2 separate regions of the Mus musculus genome follow, and region 2 is linked to region 1. The links are chromatin contacts, called in public promoter capture Hi-C maps. All regions are on one chromosome and are shown on one strand. Each heading gives the region's core, a stretch centred on a gene start, on an enhancer-like site or on the middle of the called end of the contact. The rest is flanking DNA. Distances are from core to core; before and after follow the strand shown.

Region 1 (4,400 bases), core at 1,560-4,059:
TGGAAGGTAGGAGACAGAAATGGGAAATAAAACACTTTTACTATTGCAAAATGAAGGAAAACAATTTAAAAAACTATATTTCCAGAAAAAAAGAGATGAAATTACCTAAGACTCCTTGGCCATTTAACATTCAAATAATAAGTCAATACAGATATATGCCAAGGTTCATCCTAGTCAATTGGTGAGTTTATTGGGAAAACACACAGATCATTTTAATTGATTATTTTCAGAGCTGTGTGTACTCAGAAAAAGGCTACCCAGAAAATCATTACCCAGTAAGCAAATGGCAGAGCCATGCTCCAATACTCATGCTTTGCATATATTTTCTAGCCTCTTAAGTGGTAATACTCAGTAAGTTTAGATTTACCTACAGTAAAATGTATGATCATGTGGATATTAGAATGAGGATCTCCTGCCTCTTCTTATAATTTAGTGAGCACATGTAAACAAACTTCAAGCCAGTCTAGGGTATCTATTTGCCAGGTGGCACAGGTGATTACCGTAGATGCCTGCTGCTTGCCTGGAAATACAGGACTAGACAGTACATTTACCTATTCCTATATCACTTCTTTCCTTTTCAGCTCCCTCTTTTCTCAAGTGTTTCTGACTACTATATAATTTTAAATAGCTGAATTAGGATATTCACGCTACAGTGTTTTACTGAACACAGAAGCACATTTTTCATACCATTGTCTATGGAAAATTCTTATTAAAAATCTGTTGGATTATTTTTTTTAGTACAAAGCAAAGTTAAAGCAAATAATGAATATTAAGGAATGGACAACTGAATTAGTAGACATGGAATACCTGGTATTACATTTAACCTATCAATATCAGGTCTTTCTTCACTGGAAAATATGATACTTGTTTCTCTGATATTTGTATAAGTGACCCATACAATTCCAATTATTGCCTCTGTGAGAATGGACATTTAATCCAATAAGATCTTTATTTCAAACTAAAATTGCCATGTCTTTATTGAACTTTTTGGCATATATATACATTGACTGACACTTCTAACTGTGAAACATGCAAAATTGCAAATTGACCAGGATTTGAGCTTGGTGGTATCATAGTGGTACCTATAAAGGTTATATGACCTATCACACAGGGAGGGTATATTTTTGGCAATTCCTATATTTACATATCCCATGCCCCTTATCCAAAATTACCAGCATCCTGAGAAACAGAATCTTCCTTTTAATTCAGTCCAGTAATGTACACAATAAATGTTATAACAAATTTAATTCACTTAGAAGACTTCCTCTGAGGAATCTGCAGTCAAAACTACTATGAAGGCCTCCCACTTCTATCACTGCCATTCACAATTTAAATATTCTTCTACAACCTCTGTCTTTACTCATTTTCAACAAAATATCCATGCTTGATTATTCAGATACATATTTCTCTTGAATGAGCCTCAAAAGCAGATAAATCCTCAAAATTTATCACTATATTAAATACAGAGAAGTAAAATAATAGAAATGATGTACAGAAAAATAAGAAAAATTGCTGAGTCACAATCCTTTAGCTACATACATATTTACTAGTACAATAAAGATGATAATTTAGTAAAGATTTTGATAAGAATAATATCTGTGCTAAACAAATGTTAGTAATTATATTTAATGTTAGTAACTAATGAGATATTAACATTAAATATAAGCCAGGTATGATATACTATGATAGATTCAAATGATTAGCACCAATTAATTCTTTCACATATCAACATTTAAATAAAATTATATGCAATTGAGACACCTAGATTATGTACAAAAAACAATACTTGAATTAAAAAAAATACTACAGAACACAAAAAAGGCACAGGATCATATCTATTAACCACAATTGAAAAAAATGCTTTGTCATCCCTAAACAGAAATTGTCTCAAAGCAATCTATTTAAAATATCATAGCTATTAGAACTCAGGGAAACTGGGCAGTGGCTGTAAACCTTGGTACACTATGATTCAAAGTCAAAAACAAAAACAAAAAACATTTTGGTATCTTAAGATTTTTCATTAGACTATATGCATACTCTGCTTTAACTGTCTGAAAAGAATGAAGTATGCATATATATATATTATATATATATATATATATATATATATATATATATATATAAACACTATATATATGCATCTATACACACACACACACACACACACACACACACACACATATATATATATATATATATATAAAACTATGCTTGTACCCAACAATAACAATGCAAACCTTATGCGAGAATTTGGGTTTAAATGTAATATAAATCATCTGAGACTGTGAATATTAACAATATCATAGAGAAAGTGACTTGCAGGATTTGGGGTTTTAGTACTCTCAGAGGGCAATAGCATACTAAATAAGGTGATGTTAATAATATTGGAAAGATTTTCATCTTGACAGGTGAGAACTGCTGTCCTAATATAAAAACCTTTTGCAGATGTGGTCCCTCAACTCAGATTAAGGAGCAATAGGCCTCCTGTCTCTGTCAGGTGAGAAGGATGATGTAATACACTATCCTTGCAGATGAAGCAGGACCACAAGGCCGAGTCCTGAATGATAGATATTAAAACCGACGCAATGACCAGAAGCAATAACAAATATCTTGCACAACATACAGAAGCAGTTTCATTCAGAGCAGGAATGTGAAGAATCAGCAATTTACCTGGCCATGGTGACGTTTTCTTTTCATTTTCATCTGAAGGTTTCCCAAGCAATCCTCCTTCTAGAAAAAGCAGCTTGTTGTCAATCTACAACAAGAGACTGGTATAAGCTGCGTGTTAAACATCAACCAGGAACGTTACTGGAATATTTTCTTTGTGAATAAATTTCTTCAGCTCTGCTTGACTCCGACTGGCTGAGTATATATAGAAAAATAGAGAAAAGGTTTTGGACCAATCAGGAGAGAGATCTCAAAAATGATAAAAGAGGCATAAGCCTGTTGTTACCAGGGAGATTTTTCCAACAAAGATCCTCCATCTCTTCTCCCCCCTCCCTGCCTGTTGCATCGGCAATAATAATAATGAAGAAATAGAAGGTGAAAGAAAATGTTATGTAGTTATTCTTTAGTTACTGGCTCTGATTAAAAACAGAGAAAACTGTCCAGTAATGCCTGAGCCTTTTAGAATGAATATGACTAATGATACCTGTAATAAAGCATCCATTTTTTTTCCTATGGACAGCTGCATGTCGTCATGGACTGTCAAATATATCACAGAGCTGAACCTTTGTAATATTCCTGTGACAATATCCTGAGGAGTTATGCATATTTTAAAATTTTTGCACATTAGTTTATATATTTATGCTTATCACAACCTACAAACAATGCACTTGTATTATCAAAAGGCATATTTGTGTCCAGTTTCATGAACGTATTTACCTAATAATATGCCTCGTCTTAAATTATCATAATGGTAAAGAAATTCTAAAAGGAGATTATTTTAGAAAAGAAGCATTCAAAATCTAGATATATTACAAATCATTCTTTTGTACGTAATTACATATGTGATTTTTTTATGCAGAGAAGCACACTGTGTACTTGGGAATGATGTACATATGAGATCTTATAGACTTGTTATTAACATTTCATTATTTTGTAAACATTATCTTAATAGTCATATGTCATTTACTATGTTAAAAATACAACCATTTCATTCACTACATTAGGGTTACTCACAATATCTATAACTAATAGTAATTGGGCATTACATTTGATCTCTTTTTAATACACAATCATCCAACTTATAAGTGTGGGTATGTACTCAGATGCCGAGAGATCTACAGGAGCATGAGTATTCTCTGATGCTAATCTTCCCTAAGAATATTACTTTCCATCTACAACCAGTTCATCAAACAAAAATAACTTCTGCAAGTTTCTTCTATTCCATCTCTGATGCCTTCCTGTATCCTAATACTCAACTTTCAAATTTAGAATTTGCACACTTGACTGAAATCTGAGGAGATACAAATGTGTTTATGCTATTCTCTTGTAAGCGTGATCTATGTAGCTGAAGGAAAACAACAAAGATGACCTTCTTATGTCATCCATTTCACAAGTGACCAACCTTCTGACAAAGTACAGACCAGAATGAATCCATTTACCCCAACTTTCTTTCCTTGAAGAAGCAGAAATTCATATTAACTGGTTCCGATGTATACCATGTTTGTCATTCTAGGTTGCACAGGTTTTTTTTTAATGTTAATGGCTGAAATTTTATTACAGTTTGAAGTAATATATGCTCCCCCAAAATAAGGAAGAATACAATTATTCAATTATTACCAAAAGAATAACATGTCAATAGTAAGAATTATTTTGCCACATTCTACAATTTCACACATGTTGTGGTTCTGTTGGACCAAGTCCATTCCAACACAACCAACTTGGGGGTCTGTACC
Region 2 (4,115 bases), core at 1,101-3,600, 1.0 Mb after region 1:
AGTCCCAATATCCCTTGGATTTAGAGTAGTCATGGACAACACCCCAGTACTGGTTTATTTTCCTTTACTTAATGTTACTTCCCTTTCATTCCTTTTTATGTAATGTCTGTCCAGTCTCTATAGGAGTAAGCAATATATTGTGTAGCTATCAACTCCCAAGCTTTCATGCTAAATGTGCTCTCTGCTTAAAGTCTGTGCTCTGTGATTAAACATTATCCCAAATTCTCTTCCTTCTCTCTATAATAGTGTGTTGATCTTCTTCAGAAGGATTTCTTTGAATAGATGAAACCATTATCTGTAGGGGTGCTTTGGATCTCTGAGGTTAAGCAGCACCACAGTTTATACTGGGCTCCTTTTAAGTTGAACATTAATTCCGTGGCTTGAATTCTTGAAGCACTATCTATGAGTGTGGTCCTAATCTATAGTCTCTGGTTCAGCATTAAGCAACTTTCTTATCTGTAGGAATGTGTCTAGTGAGCTTCAGTAGGGGTTCTGCCTACTATCATGCTAACAGCTTCTTCAGCTTGAGTTCCAGCTAGGAATTCAACTATATAGCTCATCTTATTCAGTAGCTGATGCCCAGGTAGCTCTCTGGTCCCATCTCTGGTATCCTCCCTGAACAAAAAACAACTTCAAGATTGTCAGCCCCATACTTGTGACTTGTTTTCATGAATCCATTGAGTACAAGATGGTAAATACACTGTATATATAAACATAGTGATCTAGTGCAGAAAATTCTTCAAACTCAACCCACTTGCAGAAAAACAGTTCCAATTAATGAGCATCAGAGAACTAGAGCACTTTTAGCCCAAACACATAAAATCTCAAATATATACAATCTGAAACTTTTTCCAGGATATGCAGGATGTCACAAGTGAAAAATTCCACATCAGAGCTCGCGGAGTAGATCACAACTGAGAGAAAGTGTTGCCTTCAAAAATGTCAATAAGAAGCAAACTAATAACACGTCTAGGCTGGAGTTTAAAACAAGTTATTGTACATGTGCAAATATTCTCAAATCTGGAAAACTCTGAATCGCTTCTTGCCATAACTATTCTGGGTAAAAGATAGCTGTTATATCTAAACAAACATATTTTAGAACCTAGGAATGCCAACATGATATCTTAAATCTGTCCGCTTTAAGTGATGAGAAGGGCTAAGGAATTCCATTATTTCAGAACAAGAAAGATGATCAAATCTAAGGACTTCTGGCTTTGGAAGCTTCAACAATGGTCATTGTATAAAGGAGAGTTTGAGGAAATATCAGCTTTAGATGACCTCTCGATCTACCTTTTTATTTTTGGACACCAATATGTTGCATCTTATTCATGAGAGACTGTTAGGTATCGAAAAGAGCTGCATTTAAAATATATTGGGAAAGATTTGGATGTGCTCCCAACATGGAATTAGTCATTTGTGAATGACATAATTTAAGAAGTAGAAGATTTCTTATAAACGCAGAAGATGCAGTGAGCAGGGCAAAAAGGTAGTGGGAAAATATGAAAAATACACTGTCATAAAATGTGTATTAATAAATATGTTGATCATTTTCCACTAGAATCTTAACGGAAGCTTTAGATGAAAACAAAGTGACCTAATAGAAATGGAGAGCCCAAATCTATAGTTATTAAAATAATTCAAAACCAACAAACTGAGCATCCAATGATGAATGAATGCATATATATATATTTTATATATCCCTCATTTTCATGTGGGGCCTGGGGGATTTAAATTCTGGTTCTCATGCTTGAACTGCAAAAGCTCTTAACCACTGAACCAAGTCTCATTTTAATTAAAATTTTAAACTCCCATCAATTATGCTATATGAATCTACTACTTCTAGAACATTCAAATCTCACATGGATTTATCTCCAGTGTCTGTAACTACACTTTACATTCTTCCTTGTTTGATCTGCATTCAGATATGTAAGAATTTATCTCTATTAATAATTTCTCAATATTCCAATCTTAAACAACTCATCATCATCATAAGGTACAGCTTTCCAAAAGAAAAAAGAAAAAAAAGTCATTTCTGTTTCTCTTATTCTTTTGTAGAAAAACCAAAATCAAGAATTAAGTCTTTCTCCAGGACCTTCACATTTAATTTGATTTTGCACAAACTCAGTGTGTCCGAACTTAACTTCACCATCTCAGCTACATCTTTCTCCTTCAACTTGTTTCTTTCCCTACCATCATCTAGTTCTGTGCCATACAGGAGACCAGGAAATCTTTTACATAAGCCTAGTGGTACCCTCCCTTAGACCCCAGTGGTTGGGCTTTGCTGCTTCGCTCCTTTCCAGCCCTACCACCCTTCTGGCTTCCCAACACGCATGCGCAATATCGCATCAGCCCCGCCCGCCCGCTGCTGCGGAAGGCGCAGTGCTCAGTAAAGCGCACTTCCTCTGCTGGTCTCCACCGAGGGAGTGCCCGCTCCAAGAGCTCCAAGCCGCATCGGTCCTGCTCTGATCCGAAGGCGCAGACATGTCGGAACAAAGTAAGGACCTGAGCGACCCTAACTTTGCAGCCGAGGTCCCCGACTGTGAGATGCAGGACAGCGATGCCGTTCCGGTGGGGATCCCTCCTCCCGCTTCTCTGGCCGCTAACCTCGCAGGGCCACCGTGCGCTCCCGAAGGCCCTATGGCAGCCCAACAGGCCTCGCCACCGCCCGAAGAACGGATAGAAGATGTTGACCCTAAAATCCTGCAGCAGGCCGCAGAGGAGGGCCGCGCCCACCAGCCCCAGAGTCCAGCCCGGCCGATCCCAGCACCGCCAGCCCCTGCCCAGCTGGTGCAGAAGGCGCACGAGCTCATGTGGTACGTGTTGGTGAAGGACCAGAAGAGGATGGTCCTCTGGTTTCCAGACATGGTGAAAGAGGTCATGGGCAGCTACAAGAAATGGTGCAGAAGCATCCTCAGGCGCACCAGCGTCATCCTCGCCAGAGTGTTCGGGCTGCACCTGAGGCTGACCAATCTCCACACCATGGAGTTTGCCCTGGTCAAAGCCCTCAGCCCAGAGGAGCTAGACAGGGTGGCGCTCAACAACCGTATGCCCATGACAGGCCTCCTGCTCATGATCCTGAGCCTCATCTATGTGAAGGGCCGCGGGGCCAGAGAGGGTGCGGTCTGGAATGTGCTGCGCATCCTGGGGCTGAGGCCCTGGAAGAAGCACTCCACCTTCGGAGACGTGAGGAAGATAATCACCGAGGAGTTCGTCCAGCAGAATTACCTGAAGTACCAGCGTGTGCCCCACATCGAGCCTCCCGAGTACGAGTTCTTCTGGGGGTCCAGAGCTAACCGTGAAATCACCAAGATGCAGATCATGGAGTTCCTGGCCAGAGTCTTCAAGAAAGATCCCCAGGCGTGGCCTTCCCGATACAGGGAGGCTCTGGAGCAGGCCAGAGCTCTGCGGGAGGCTAATCTTGCTGCCCAGGCCCCCCGCAGCAGTGTCTCTGAGGACTAAAAAGGTCCAGGGGCACACTGATAGTTTCTGACCCATACTAGGGCTGTGTAAGGGTGGGGTTGAGTCATTAGAGTATCCCAAATCCACAGTGCAGTATTTCATGTATAATTTTTAAGTTTTCCATACAGTGCTTTTGTACCTTGTAATGCTATTCATTTGTGTACTCGTGTAGTGTTTAAGATTGATGCATGTGTGATAAGTATTTGGTACTTTCACTTTTGTGCTTTCGTGCATTTTTGTACAAGAGATGTGCTGTGCTAAACTTGTGAAATACATTGAGGTGTTCTGTATCTTGTTCTTTGTATGGGACTGATGATCTGTATCGACAAAGAAGGCCCTGGAGAGTTAGCAGGACTTAACAGCAACGCAGACCTGAGCAAGAGAAAGGTCAAGGCCTTTCTCCATATGACTTCAACTGGCACAGGAAGCATCCATGTGGAATGGACTGATTTGAACTGGACTGTTCTCAGTGTAGGCACTTAGCACCCTTTACAAAACATGTATGCAACCCCACCATAAATAAACGTTAAAATGAGCATTAAAGATACTGTGAAATAATTTCTTGGGGGGGGGGAGGAGGCATTTATTTTTGATGAAAGGGGGAGTGGGAATGGGTGGGGATGAGAAAGATTCTCCCTGTGTGCAGCATAAGCAAA

The links. Promoter capture Hi-C pulls out the DNA fragments that hold promoters and counts their contacts.
Region 2: a promoter capture Hi-C map of liver shows a contact between it and region 1, with 4 times the contacts expected there. The contact joins the promoter of Ndn here to the promoter of A230006K03Rik in region 1. A contact is called at or near these places in 2 of 39 promoter capture datasets (hippocampal neurons and liver).

What each region holds. Positions count from the first base shown.
Region 1 is chr7:61,308,840-61,313,239 of GRCm38.p6, forward strand. It overlaps A230006K03Rik (RIKEN cDNA A230006K03 gene), which reads right to left and starts at 2,810. Exons shown (of 11, transcript NR_169189.1): 1 at 2,671-2,810.
Region 2 is chr7:62,345,927-62,350,041 of GRCm38.p6, forward strand. Ndn (necdin) reads left to right here and starts at 2,351. Exons shown (of 1, transcript NM_010882.3): 1 at 2,351-4,002. The coding sequence starts at 2,482. The coding sequence ends at 3,459. All of the region lies in intron 1 of Gm32061 (predicted gene, 32061), which reads right to left.